2 separate regions of the Sus scrofa genome follow, and region 2 is linked to region 1. Evidence: chromatin contacts called from public Hi-C data. All regions are on one chromosome and are shown on one strand. The core of a region is the stretch at or near the end of the contact, and the rest is flanking DNA. Distances in the headings are between cores, read along the strand shown.

Region 1 (6,182 bases), core at 2,554-5,053:
AGTATTCAAAGAAATTGACTTTTATTAGCAGTCAGCTTGGAAAAACATGGATTTTCAGGTCAAAAAGACTTGGATTCAAATCTCCATCCTGCTATTTACTACCTGAGGGATCTTGGGCAAGATGCTTAAATATTTCTGAGTCCTAGAGTTCCTGTGTGGGTCAGAGGGTTAAGAACCTGATATAGTCTCTGTGAGGATGTGGGTTTGATACCTGGCCTCGCTCAGTGGATTAAGGATCTCGCCTTGCTGCAAGCTGTAGAGTAGGCCAGCAGCTGCCGCTCAGAGCCACCCCTGGACCCCTGGCCTGGGAACTTCCATATCCTACAGGTACCACCATAAAAAGAAAAAAGATATTTCTTAGCCTCAATCTTTTCAATTATAAAATCAAGAAAACAATACCTACCTCACAGAAGATGACACATAAGAAGCACCTGGTTCAACAGAGATCACAACAAATTTTATTCTGTGACCTCATACTGATAATATTAGTTATTTTACTCAAAATACATCAGAGAAATTATATTTGTCCTTCCACAGTTATCTTCATGACCTTGGGGTAGGAAAAGCATTCTTAACCAAGGGGCACAGTGAGAGGTGGAGGGATATTAACTAAAAGAAGACGATTCATAAACACACCTACGATAAAATTAAGAATTTCCACATCAAAAGAAACCATAAAAATTTTTAAAAAAATAAACCACAGACTGGAAGATTTTGGACCACATGCAACCAACAAAAGCTGAGAGTCTTGTGCAAATAAAGAACTCCAACAAATCCATTAAAAATGATAAGCAGAACATATGATGATATAGTAATACAATGAAAAGAAATTACAGCGGCATGTAACAAGATAGATCCATTTTACAAATTTAATATCAAGTGAAAAAAAGCATGACACTAAAGAATATATCCAGGATGGTTCAACTTATATGAAGTTGTAAAATAGATAAAACCAAATAATATATAGAGATGCACATATGTCTGCAGGCGCATAAAGGTAAAACTGGATAGATGAAACTGTGCAGAAAAGCAAGGGAAAAAAAGTGGTTCCCTCAAAGGGAAGCACAAGGCCATGATGAAAGGGATTGACATTTGCTTCTGGGAAATGATAATATTCTATTTCTCAACTTGGGTCCCGGTAACAAGGGTTTCACTTTATAATTTACAGGTTTTATACACTCTTCTGAATGTACATTGCAAAATAAATAAACACATTTCCACAACCACACCTAAATGCAGCAGGAAGAGAAGGTGCTCCCAGATTCCCTGAAGTCCACGAACCCTAAGTTTATGGTGTCAAGCTATGTGAGATCAAAGAAAAAGAAAATCTTTAGATTGTGAAGTGGAGGCAGAAGGAGGGAGCAGATGAGAACAGAAAAGGTGAAAGATTAGGAACACCTTCAAAAGAAGGAAATTTAAGCCTCTGGGTCAGTTCGTACTCTCTCACTTGGAGACAGAAATGGAGCACAAACACAACTAACAGATGCCCAAGCTTGGTAAGGAATGCGATGGAGTCTGAAAACCAAGGGAACCACTGAGAAGGAGGAGCACAGCTTGCAAAGAAATGTAAACAATTAAATAATGTATCTCAAAAGAAAGTGGACCAATAAGGGCAAGTTTAACCCTCCACCTACTCCACACTACCTCTGGCTCTCAGCCCTTCATAGAGACAGGGTATATGCAATGGTTAGAAATTGCAAGCACCAATCTCTGAGTGCAAAGTGCACTAGGTCATGTCTCAGCAAAATATTATCACGGAACATAGAAAAGCTCTGCTAGCCTTGGGAAACTAAGGAACTGGTAAAAAAAAAAAAAAAAAAAAAAAGTCACAAAAGGCCATTTCCACCAACCTTGTAATAAATACACATATTGCAACTAAATTATAAACATATATCTGGATCATGTCTAGTCTGACCTCAGGCACAGTTCTTCACAGTACAGTAAGCGAAACTTTTTGCTGGAGGGAAATAGAGGAGTCCAAGGTATATTTAAATCAGTGACTATACAAAGAGGATATTACGGAGGAACATCTTTGTATTTTCATTGTACTATTAAAACAATTATTTACTCATATCCAGCAAGTACCCATTATTTCATTAGGTCTGGGTTAATACTGAACAAAACTAACAATTAGCTTCAAAATGGTGGTTGTTTTTGTGGACAGTCAAATGCCTTCTTTTGTTGGAAAGAGTAATGGGCAAAAGGAATTATTTTTTTAAGGCTCCAAAATCCTACCAGAGGCATCAAATTGACTATCTCTTCGAAGATGTTCCACTCAAACTCTTTCCTTTCATCCCATCTTCTACCCTTGATTTCTACCCATTATCTTCTTTCAGTTCTACAACTTTCTCTTAGGTTAAGGGATCCACATAGAAAAGTTTCTCCATGGCTTATTGGAACCTTTGCTATATTCCCCTTTAAAAGAGGCGGTAATGAACGTTCACATCTGAATCTTTCTCACATCTCTATCTCCCTTTCGTTGTCATCTCTCTCAGCTTGTTCTTCCCTCTTGTTTTCAGATAACTGGCTGATCCAGTTGGAACCAAAACCCAAAGAATTTCCTCTCTATTGTGTCTAACTGAAAAGCTGCCCCGGAAAAAGGGAAGGGGTGTGGATGTGAGCTAATTCATAATTCACTCTTCCATTTATGTGCCAAACTATTGATCCGTGCCGCTTCTGTGCACCCCCCCAAACACAAGATCATAAAAGTAGTTATAGGTCCAGAAATGATTCTCAGCCTAAATGAACCCCCTTTTGGGATGCTATCTATATTGGGGGGGGGGGAGCGGGCTCACAAAACAACTCTAAAGCAAGTCCTGTAGAAAACTGGTGAGCTCCGGCGATTAAGGGTTAGGTGGACTGTCACAGGTCCAAAGTTCAAGAGGCACCGAAACCCGACTGGACTAAACACGTGGTTCGACCCAGCTGCGACAGCGCAGGGAAACCGATCGGGAGGGGGCATTCTCCAGCGAGACGGCCGAAGCCAGAGCCTTCGTCCTCTGACTCATCCGGAGATAAGTAACCACAGGGGCCGCAAGTTCCAAGCCAGCCGCTCCTGGATTTGGTTTGCAAGGGAAAATGTGTTGTTTCGGCTGCAGGGTCACTCACAGGTCGGAATTTCCTCGGGTTCGGCACGAAAGCAAGGATGGGGATGGAAAAGCCATTCTCCCTCCCGCTCGCCTCCAAGAGTTAAAGGTGCCGGTCCCCTCGGGGCGGGTGGGGGAGCTGACGGTGTCCGGGGCAGGACCCGCGCGGCCCCCCGACCCCCCGGGTTCCCCTGGCGCTGCCCACGCCCCTCACCTGCGGCCGAGTGGCCCGAGAGCGCACGGCCCCGGGCGCGGCGCGGGCCCCCGAGCTCGCGGCGCTCGCGCAGCTCCTCGTCCTCGTCCTCCCGCCGCCGGCCCTCAGCCATCGGCGAGCTGCGGGCCCCGCGCGCCGTCCGCCAGCTCCCGGCGTCCCGCGCCAGCAGCCTCCCGACCTGGGAGGCGGCCCAGGAGAGGAGGAGGCGGAGGCGGCGGCGGAAGCGGTTACCTCCGCGGCTCCACCTGCAGCCCGCGGGAGCGGCCGGGCGCTGGCCGGGCCGGTTACCCCGCCTCCTGGCGCGCACCGGCGGCCTCCTTCTCCCGGCGCTAGCTCTCCCACTCGCTTCCCCCTTCCTCTCTCCCTTCCCCGCCCGACAGAGCTGGAGCCGCGATCGGGCGGGTTCTGGCCGGGCCTCGCCTCCTCGGGGAGGGGTTACTGGCCGCCGAGGCCGCCCCACCGCCCCACGCGCTGGAACCACCCGCGCCGCCAAAACAAACGTGTGCAAAATAAATAAACGGGATAGGAAGGGGGCAGAGAGGAGGTGGCCTGGCCTCTTCCTGCCCTTTCACAATATTCCGGTGTCAACAGGAAACCCATTTGCTTGACACTTAAACAAAAGGAGGAGGAGAAACCGGCCCCGCAGCCGGGCTCGGGGAGATGGGGCCGCTGGAGCCTCTGAACTTGGGAACAAACTTCGCTGGCGCCTCTACGTTGCACGTATACCTTTCCCTCTCGTTTTGCCCTTTTAAATCAGAGCATTTGGGCGAAGCACAGAGAATTTTTAGGGCAGTGAAACTACTCTGTATCATACTGTAGTGGTGGCTACATGCCCTTATACATTTGTTCAAACCTATAGAATGTACAAGAAGAAAAGTGAACCCTAATGAGAAAGACAGACTTGCAGTGGTTGTGATGTGTCAGACTAATTCCATCAATTATAACAAATGTACCACTCTGCGGGGCATGTTGATAGTGGGAGAGGCTGTACGTGCGTGGGGGCCAAAGAGTCGTGGAAAAATCTCGGTCTTCAGCTCAGTTTTGCTGTGAACCTGAAATTACCCCCAAATATAAAGTCTAATTTAATTTTTTTTTTTTTAAGGAGTTCCCATCGTGGCGCAATGGTTAACGAATCCGACTAGGAACCATGAGGTTGCAGGTTCGATCCCTGGCCTTGCTCAGTGGGTTAACGATCTGGCGTTGCTGTGAGCTGTGGTGTAGGTCGCAGACGCGGCTCGGAGGCTCAGATCCTGCGTTGCTCTGGCTTAGGCTGGCAGCTACAGCTCGGATTAGATCCCTAGCCAGGGAACCTCCATATGCCGCGGGAGGTGCCCAAGAAATGGCAAAAAGACACACACACACACAAATATATATATACATATATATATACACACATATACACACACACATATATATACATATATACACACACACATATATATACATATACACACACACATATATATACATATATTTTTTTTTTTAATCGGGCCTCGCCGTATTCTAGTTAACTTAGGGTTAGAAATGGCCACCATCCCTAGAAGATGTATTTAAGAGCCAGGTAACATTGTTTGCAAAGAGGCAATTTAGTGAAGTGACAGAGCAGTTGTTCTGGAGTCAGAAGCTGTCATTTGAAGCGCTTAGCTAAAGCTGAAAAGAATGGGGTAAGAAAGTTTATTATGGGAGTTCCTGTCATGGCGCAGCAGAAACAGTCCGACTGGGAACCACTTGCAGGTTTGATTCCTGGCCTTGCTCAATGGGTTAAGGATCTGGCATTGCTGTGAGCTGCGGTGTAGGGTGGCAGCTGCAGCTCTGATTCGACCCCTAGCCTGGGAGCCTTCATACACCACAAGTGTGGCACCAAAAAAAAAAAAAAAAAATTGTTATATATGTTTGAATAGTACACATATTGGGTTCAGTACGTGCACATACACACTTTTATACAGATAGAGGCAGATTCTAAAAATCTCAGAAAAAGGTGCAAACAGCAGGCAGAGACATTGCCTGGACATGAAGCCATGGGAACCTCCCAGGTGGAATGAAGAGGCCTTTATCTTCAGCTTCTTGGTCTATTTTTGAGAGCCTGTGAGGGCTCCTCATGTTCAGCATGTAAGAGAAAAAGAGAGGGAGAAAGGGGTCACTGAAAATAGAATCACCAACCACACCTGAGCACTGTCTCTTTACTTTTTTAGTAGTAATGGTTGCTGCCAAAGAAAAATCTTTCTTATCTGCTTTTGGGCAGATAAGAACCACAATTGATTTTGTGGAATTGAGGTCAAATCACAAGTGTAAACGTTATTATTCCTGCATAAGCTGTCAAATAGGTAGACATATGAAAAACTCGACATTAAGCTAGAAAGAAGAAAAGGTTCTAGACCTTTAGGGTTGTTTTAAGTCTTTGATTAACTTTAAGAGAAAGCATATTTGTCACTTAACCTTAGAGGATTAAGAATCAATTGGAACCCCAACCCAGACAGCAGCACAACCTCCCAAAGCTGTTGGGGTTGATCTCCACTGTTCAGATTCCTAGTTTGCAAAGGGCTGAAAGTGTTCAGGCTTTCCCATTCAAGCAGCACTTTAGGAACCCACACTCTTCTTTCGAGGTTTGGCTCAAGCCCACTTTCCATTCAACAAAATTTGTGTAACCATTGTATGAGAAATACTAAATGCTGTGGGGAGATTCAAAAAAGGAAAGAAATACTTACCCTGGAAACCTAAGGTAGGTGCTTTTGACATAGCATTTCTCTCTCTCTCTCTCTCTCTCTTTTTTTTTTTTTTTTTTGGCTGCACCTATGGCTTGCAAATCAAACCTGTGCCACAGCAGTGACAACGCCAGATTCTTAATCTGCTGTGTCAGTTTTCTCATTTTAAATGAACAAAAC
Region 2 (6,182 bases), core at 2,585-5,084, 200 kb before region 1:
CACAGCAATGTCACATCCAAGCCGCCTCTGAGAACTACACTACAGCTCACGCCAACGCCAGATCTTTAACCCACTGAGCAAGGCCAGGGATTGAACCTGCCACCTCATGGTTCCTAGTTGGATTCATTTCCACTGCACCACAATGGGAACTTGTATAAATTTTCCATTTGGAAAATTTTAAACTAGTGAATTGGCCCCTATGAAGTAAACTCAGTCAAGGAAACTATAAGTATAGAATTAAAACAGAATTTATTAGACTCAATGTTATATTTGGAAGGACTCACTGATTTCCACTGGTCACTAGTATTCAATAATCTGCTATGAGACAAGAAAAATAAGGTTTATAGAGTTTTTCATAAAGCTAATTTATTTATTTAAAAGGACTGACTTTTTGGGAGTTCCCACTGTGTCAGAGTGGATTAATAATCCAGCTCGATTCTGTGGTGTTGCTGGTTCAATCCCCGGCCCAGCACAGTGAGTTAAGGACCCAGCATTGCAGCAGATTTGGCAAAGGTCACAGCTGTGACTAGGAATTGATCTCTGGGAACTTCCATAGCCTTGGGTGCAGCTGAAAAAGAAAAAGAAAAAAAAAAAAAAGGGACTGTCTTTTTAGAGGATATGTTCTTTATTTTTATTTCGGGAATCAAAGTATAATTTTAAAATGAAATGATGCTAATAGAAAACAGCAGCTTTTTTTTGGTTTTGCTATATAGATTGGTGAGATTTTAAAATTGCGATCATGTTGATTCCCAAAATTATTTTGAAAAGCTAGACTGATCCATTAAGTTCAAAAGATTGGGAACACACCAATGTTGTCTACCATTAGTTACTGATCCAATGAGTATTATTAGGGTCCATTATGTGCTAAGAAATGGACACAAATAAGAAAATGACTGCACTGTGGGCCCCCTTGCTTACAATGAGAAAGGGACACGTTTAATCAATAGTTACTAACAAGTAGTTTTAGGTCTTCTGGGAGCAGGTGTGAGGGAAAGCCTGTTTGCCTAAGGAATCAAACTCTTAGAGAAGAAATGAAGCTGAGGAGTTCCCCTGTGGCACAGCGGGTTAAGTATCCAGCATTGTCACTGCAGTGACCGGGTCACTGCTGTGAGGCAGGGTCAGTCCCTCGCCCAGGAACTTCTGCTGCTATGGGAGCAGCCAAAAGAAAAAAAAAAAGAAAAAAAGAAAAGGAAATGAAGCTGAGCTGTCTTGAAATTGCACAGGTATTTGCCTGCTGGTGAGGGAAAAGGAATGGAGGCAAAAGAAAACTTAGTCCAAGGAATTTTAAATGGTTCTAGATGGCCAGGAGTTGGGGTAACCAATAAAGACTAAGATAATGTGAGGATGAAAGGGGCGGTAACTGAAGATAAAAGGTTTTGGATTCTCAGCTAAGAACTTTTTTTTTTTCTTTTTCAGCCTCCCCTCAGCATATGGAGTTCCTGGGTCAGGGATCAGATCTGAGCTTCAGTTGCCAGCTACACCACAGCTGCAGTAGTGCTGGATCCTTTAACTCACTGTGCCAGACTGGGATTGAACCTGTGTCTGGTTCGACAGAGGTGCCACTGATCCTGTTGCACCACAGCGGGAACTCCAGGACTTTGATATTTTTAGAAAAAGAATTGTGACAAAAAATACATAACATAAAATTTGCCATTTTAACCATTTTTATCTGTACAGCTCAGCAGTGTCAGGTATGTTGATATTGTGTGAAATAAGAACTATGACTTTATCCTATAAGCAACTGAGATGAATGGAATTGAAAGATTTGGGGATAGGATTGGAGACTTAGGAAGATTGTTTTAGAAAGTGAGCATGTAAGGGATGGAGGCTAGAAGGACTGGAAGAGATTAAAGCACTTAAAGGCTTGTGGGAGTGACGTGAGTGGGAGTAGGTTTCTGGCTTGGTCCGGGGTTTTTTTGCCAACGGGAAGTTAGAGAAGGGAACGCAACATACCACTGGCTGAGAACCAAGCCCGTATGAGGCAGCTTTCCAGGGACTGCACCCTTGAAACTCGCAGGCTACACCTAGCCAGGATGTATTTCGTTATCCTCTGCAATTAAAAAAACACCTTGTTTTGAAAAATCAAACTATATGGGAACACTGGAATCATAGTCCCTCAGGGAAACCACAAGAAGAACTCACTCTATTTTTTCATAAAAACTTGTAATCAGTGCATAAGAAACTTAAAGAATGTAACTAGACATCATCATAAAGTGAAGTAAGTCAGAAAGAGGACAAATATTGTATGATAACGCTTATAGGTGAAAACTAAATAAAATATGGTACAAATGATCCTACCTGCAGAATAGACAGCCTCACAGACATAGAGAACAGACCTGTAGATGCCAAGGGGGAGAGGGGAGGGAGCAGGATGGACTGAGAGTTTGGGGTTAGTAGATGCAAACTATTATATTTAGAATGGATGGGCAATGAGGTCTTACTGTACAGCACAGGGAACTTCTGTCCAATCTCCTAGGACAGACCATTATGGAAAATAATATATATTAAAAAAAGAATGTATATATATGTATGACTGAGTCACTTCGCTGTATAGCAGAAATTGGCACAACTCAAAAAAAAAAAAAAAAAATAGAAAAGTACCCAAAGTGAGTTCCTTTTGTGGTTCAGTGCATTAAAAACCGGAATAGTATCAATGAGGAAGTGGGTTCGATCCCTGGCCTTGCTCAGTGGGTTAAGGAGCAGCAAGTTGCTGTGGCAGGCTTCAGTCTAAGTTTCTGATGCAGCCCCATCAGTTGCTGTGGCTGTGGTGTAGGCGATTACACCCCTAGCCTGGGAACTTCCATATGCGCGGCCCTAAAACAAAAAACAAGAACAAAAAAGAAAAGTACGCACAGAAGTGTACAGCTTTAGATTCAAATTCACAAAGCGAACATACTCCACTAACCAGCTTCCATATCAACATACAATATCCAATACCCCCGAAGTTACACTTATTTACCCCTACTAGTTTTACTGCCTCTATTTTGTTTACTTTTTTTGGCCACGCCCGCTGCATGCAAAAGTTCTCAGTCAGGAATTGAACCCACACCACGGCAGCAACCCTGGCCACAGCAGTGACAACGCCAGATCCTCAATCTGCTGTGCCACCAAGTAACTCCTTGCCTCCATTTCATGTCTCATATTATTATTATTTTTATGGCCGCACCCAGTGTCATGTGGAAATTCCCCTGCCAGGGGTGGGATTGCAGCCGAAGCTGTGACCCGAGTCACATAGGTGGGCAACGCCAGACCTTAACCCACTGCGCTGGGCCGTGGGAGTGGGGGTGGGGAGGGAATCGAACCTGCGTCCAGAGATAACGCTGGATCCTTAACCCTCTGCGCCAGAGCAAAACTACTCTGCCTCCACTTTTCTTTTTGGCCTCCACTTTAAATACCAGGAAATCGCAGCACAGACAGGTCAACAGGGCTAAATATTACTGTAACTAGCAAAGGAACCTAGACATGCTATCTACTCCCAAATCCCACGCTCCTGAGAAGACAACAGGCTTGAAGGTGAGACGGTGACTTCGGCTTTGAAAGATGTGGAATGGGCGTCCTCTTCCACGAAAACTCACTTCAGGGCGTCAGGGCCACAGAAACCCCCGTCCACCAACACGAGGCACCTCAGGCCGCCTGCGCCAGGGCCTCAGGAGCGCCCAGCCGGCGACCAGTGGCCTGCTACGCAGCCTCCCCACAGGCGAGGGCGCAGTCGCAGCTACAGTCGGAGACGTGACTCTCCCAGTTCTGAAGGCCGGAAAACGTAAGATCAAAGGTCACGTAAACGGCACGTCCCGCCCCGCACGCCTAAGTTCTCGCGCGAGTGATACTTCCGCCCTTTTGGCTCTCTGTGCAGCACCATGGCGGTTGGCAAGAATAAGCGCCTTACGAAAGGCGGCAAAAAGGGAGCCAAGAAGAAAGTGTAAGTGACAGCTGTCGTGGCACCCCGCTTCTAGGGGCTCTGCTGGAGTCGGCGGGCGGGTTCTGGATCGCGATGTGGGCCGGATGGCGAGGATGTTAGTTGGATTGCGCGGGTCGTGCCGGGTTAGTAAACTCCCGAACTGGAGCGTGGCGGATCTGGGTGTTTTTTTGCGGCGGTCCGGCTGCTTTTCCGCTGGCCCTCTGGACCTCATGCGCACCGCTTTTGAGTCGGGAGTGCCGCTGCGTCTCTGGCCTGGCATGTTCCTTACTGTGGGCTTACGGGTCTCGTAAATTCTACGAGTAATCAGTGCCCCTCCAAAAGCCGGACTTGTCAACGCAACTTTTTGTCCACCCGGGACGCTGCACCCCTCCCTTGCTATGGCCAGGTGGAACCTGGGATCTCGTAAGCTAGCATGAGGCCTTAAAGAGCCTAGGTTACTAGTATGTGTCTTAATGTGCCAATAAGGTTGAAGAGACGTGCAAGTTGTTTGGAGGTAATGCAGTCAGTATAGTGGAAGGACCGATAGGGGTGGAGAGTGTTTGGGGCATAATTTACTTGCCAGAGTGTCACATCTGCTCAGTGAAATAGATATAGTGGGAAGAGCTAGGTTTTTTAAAGTAATTAGAACAAAAACTGAGGGAGGCTTAAAACGAATTACGTTATCTGCGATAAAACCTAAGCATTTTTTTAAATCCAGGGTTGACCCATTTTCTAAGAAAGATTGGTATGATGTGAAAGCACCAGCTATGTTCAATATAAGAAATATTGGGAAAACACTGGTCACAAGAACTCAAGGAACCAGTGAGTATCTCTTTCGTCTGTATTTTTCTTAAATTGAAAAATATGTCGGTCTACTCTTGTTTCTGTGGTGGGATACGGTGAGGGAATGTCAGCTATTGGTGACAACTTTGGCCCCTTTAGGGCTTGTTTTTAATACAACACTTGGAGAAGCGAGGTGGTACTTTTAGAATTAGCAAAAAATGTTCGTATTTTTGAGCTTCTAATGAGCAGTCAGTAAGTCATTGGTGTCCATATGGATTTGGTAAACAAAAGTTAATGTCTTTATTATTAGTTTAAGTTTAATGCATGAAATTTATCTTTCTTGCCTTAATATGTTTTCTAACGTTAACACGATTGTTGTTTTTATAGAAATTGCATCTGATGGCCTCAAGGGTCGTGTGTTTGAAGTGAGCCTTGCTGATCTGCAGAATGATGAAGTTGCATTTAGAAAATTCAAGCTGATTACTGAGGATGTTCAGGGCAAAAACTGCTTGACCAACTTCCACGGCATGGATCTTACCCGTGACAAGATGTGCTCAATGGTCAAAAAATGGCAGGTGAGAACAGAAGTTGAGTGGTCCTGTGGTGTTTGTGACCAAAGATGTTGTGGTTTAAGGTCAGAAAGGTGTTGAGGTTTAGATTTCATTTTAAGTCCTGTTATTGAGTGGATTCTGGGATTGGCACTTGAACTTGATCAACAACAGTGAGGTTGTGTAAATTACCTGTGTAAATTGAATTCATCTCACAGCCCTGGTGCATGGATTAGTAGCTGGTTGAAGAACGTCTAGGTGCAGGTTTGCCGTTTTAGTTTTGCCTGTCTTCAGAGTACCTCTGGACCTCAAAGTCTAGCGAATTTTAGAGAATTTTATTGGGAAAGGGTGGATTGGGCTAGTTTTGTTTGATTACCTGTTTTGCTGTAATGGGTGTGACAGAGTCTCTGGTGTGGGGTTGAAATCTTGGTTCCTTTCTCCAGTTATTCTTTCTGGAAGGTAACTTAAAGCTTGCTAAGCCTTGGTTTTCTTAATCTGTAAAATGTTGGTGAGAGTGTTACCATAAGGTGAGAGTTAATGAGGATAAGTAAAAGATCCATGCAAACATGCTTATACAGAGCTTGACACAGAAAGCACTTGTACCTGTTAGTATTACTACAGGGATTAGTTACATTTGTTCAGATGTGTCCTGTTAACCATCCCCTTTGGGGATATTTTCTATGTGGGAATGAATGATGACAAAATGTTTCGGTCCCATATGATACATTTTGATTCTACCGTTACATTTATTTCTGACATTCCCTTAAGGTTTTATAGTTGCATTCCTGGAAACCATTTAAGGTCTTTTCACTATAGTTGTATTATATTCATTCTTTAAACTGTGGTGTAAGATTTACAAAATACAAAGAAAGCAGTTCATTTTTTCACTATCTCAGATAGTTTTTTCTGAATTTAGACAGTAATAGAAGTATAGATTTTAAAAGTTATATTTT

The links. Hi-C and Micro-C count contacts between places; a contact is called where the count stands out from the background.
Region 2: a contact with region 1 is called in a Hi-C map of liver, with 2.5 times the contacts expected there. The contact joins the promoter of RPS3A here to the promoter of SH3D19 in region 1. A contact is called at or near these places in 2 of 47 Hi-C or Micro-C datasets (liver and skeletal muscle) and 1 of 2 datasets of contacts at active chromatin or transcription factors (alveolar macrophages).

What each region holds. Positions count from the first base shown.
Region 1 is chr8:77,687,014-77,693,195 of Sscrofa11.1, reverse strand. SH3D19 (SH3 domain-containing protein 19) reads right to left here and starts at 3,803. Exons shown (of 21, transcript XM_021100631.1): 1 at 3,301-3,803. It overlaps LOC102161916 (a long non-coding RNA gene), which reads left to right and starts at 2,637. Exons shown (of 3, transcript XR_304957.3): 1 at 2,637-3,110; 2 at 4,403-4,459.
Region 2 is chr8:77,891,392-77,897,573 of Sscrofa11.1, reverse strand. It overlaps RPS3A (ribosomal protein S3A), which reads left to right and starts at 3,834. Exons shown (of 6, transcript NM_001137619.1): 1 at 3,834-3,919; 2 at 4,617-4,720; 3 at 5,069-5,256. The coding sequence starts at 3,858.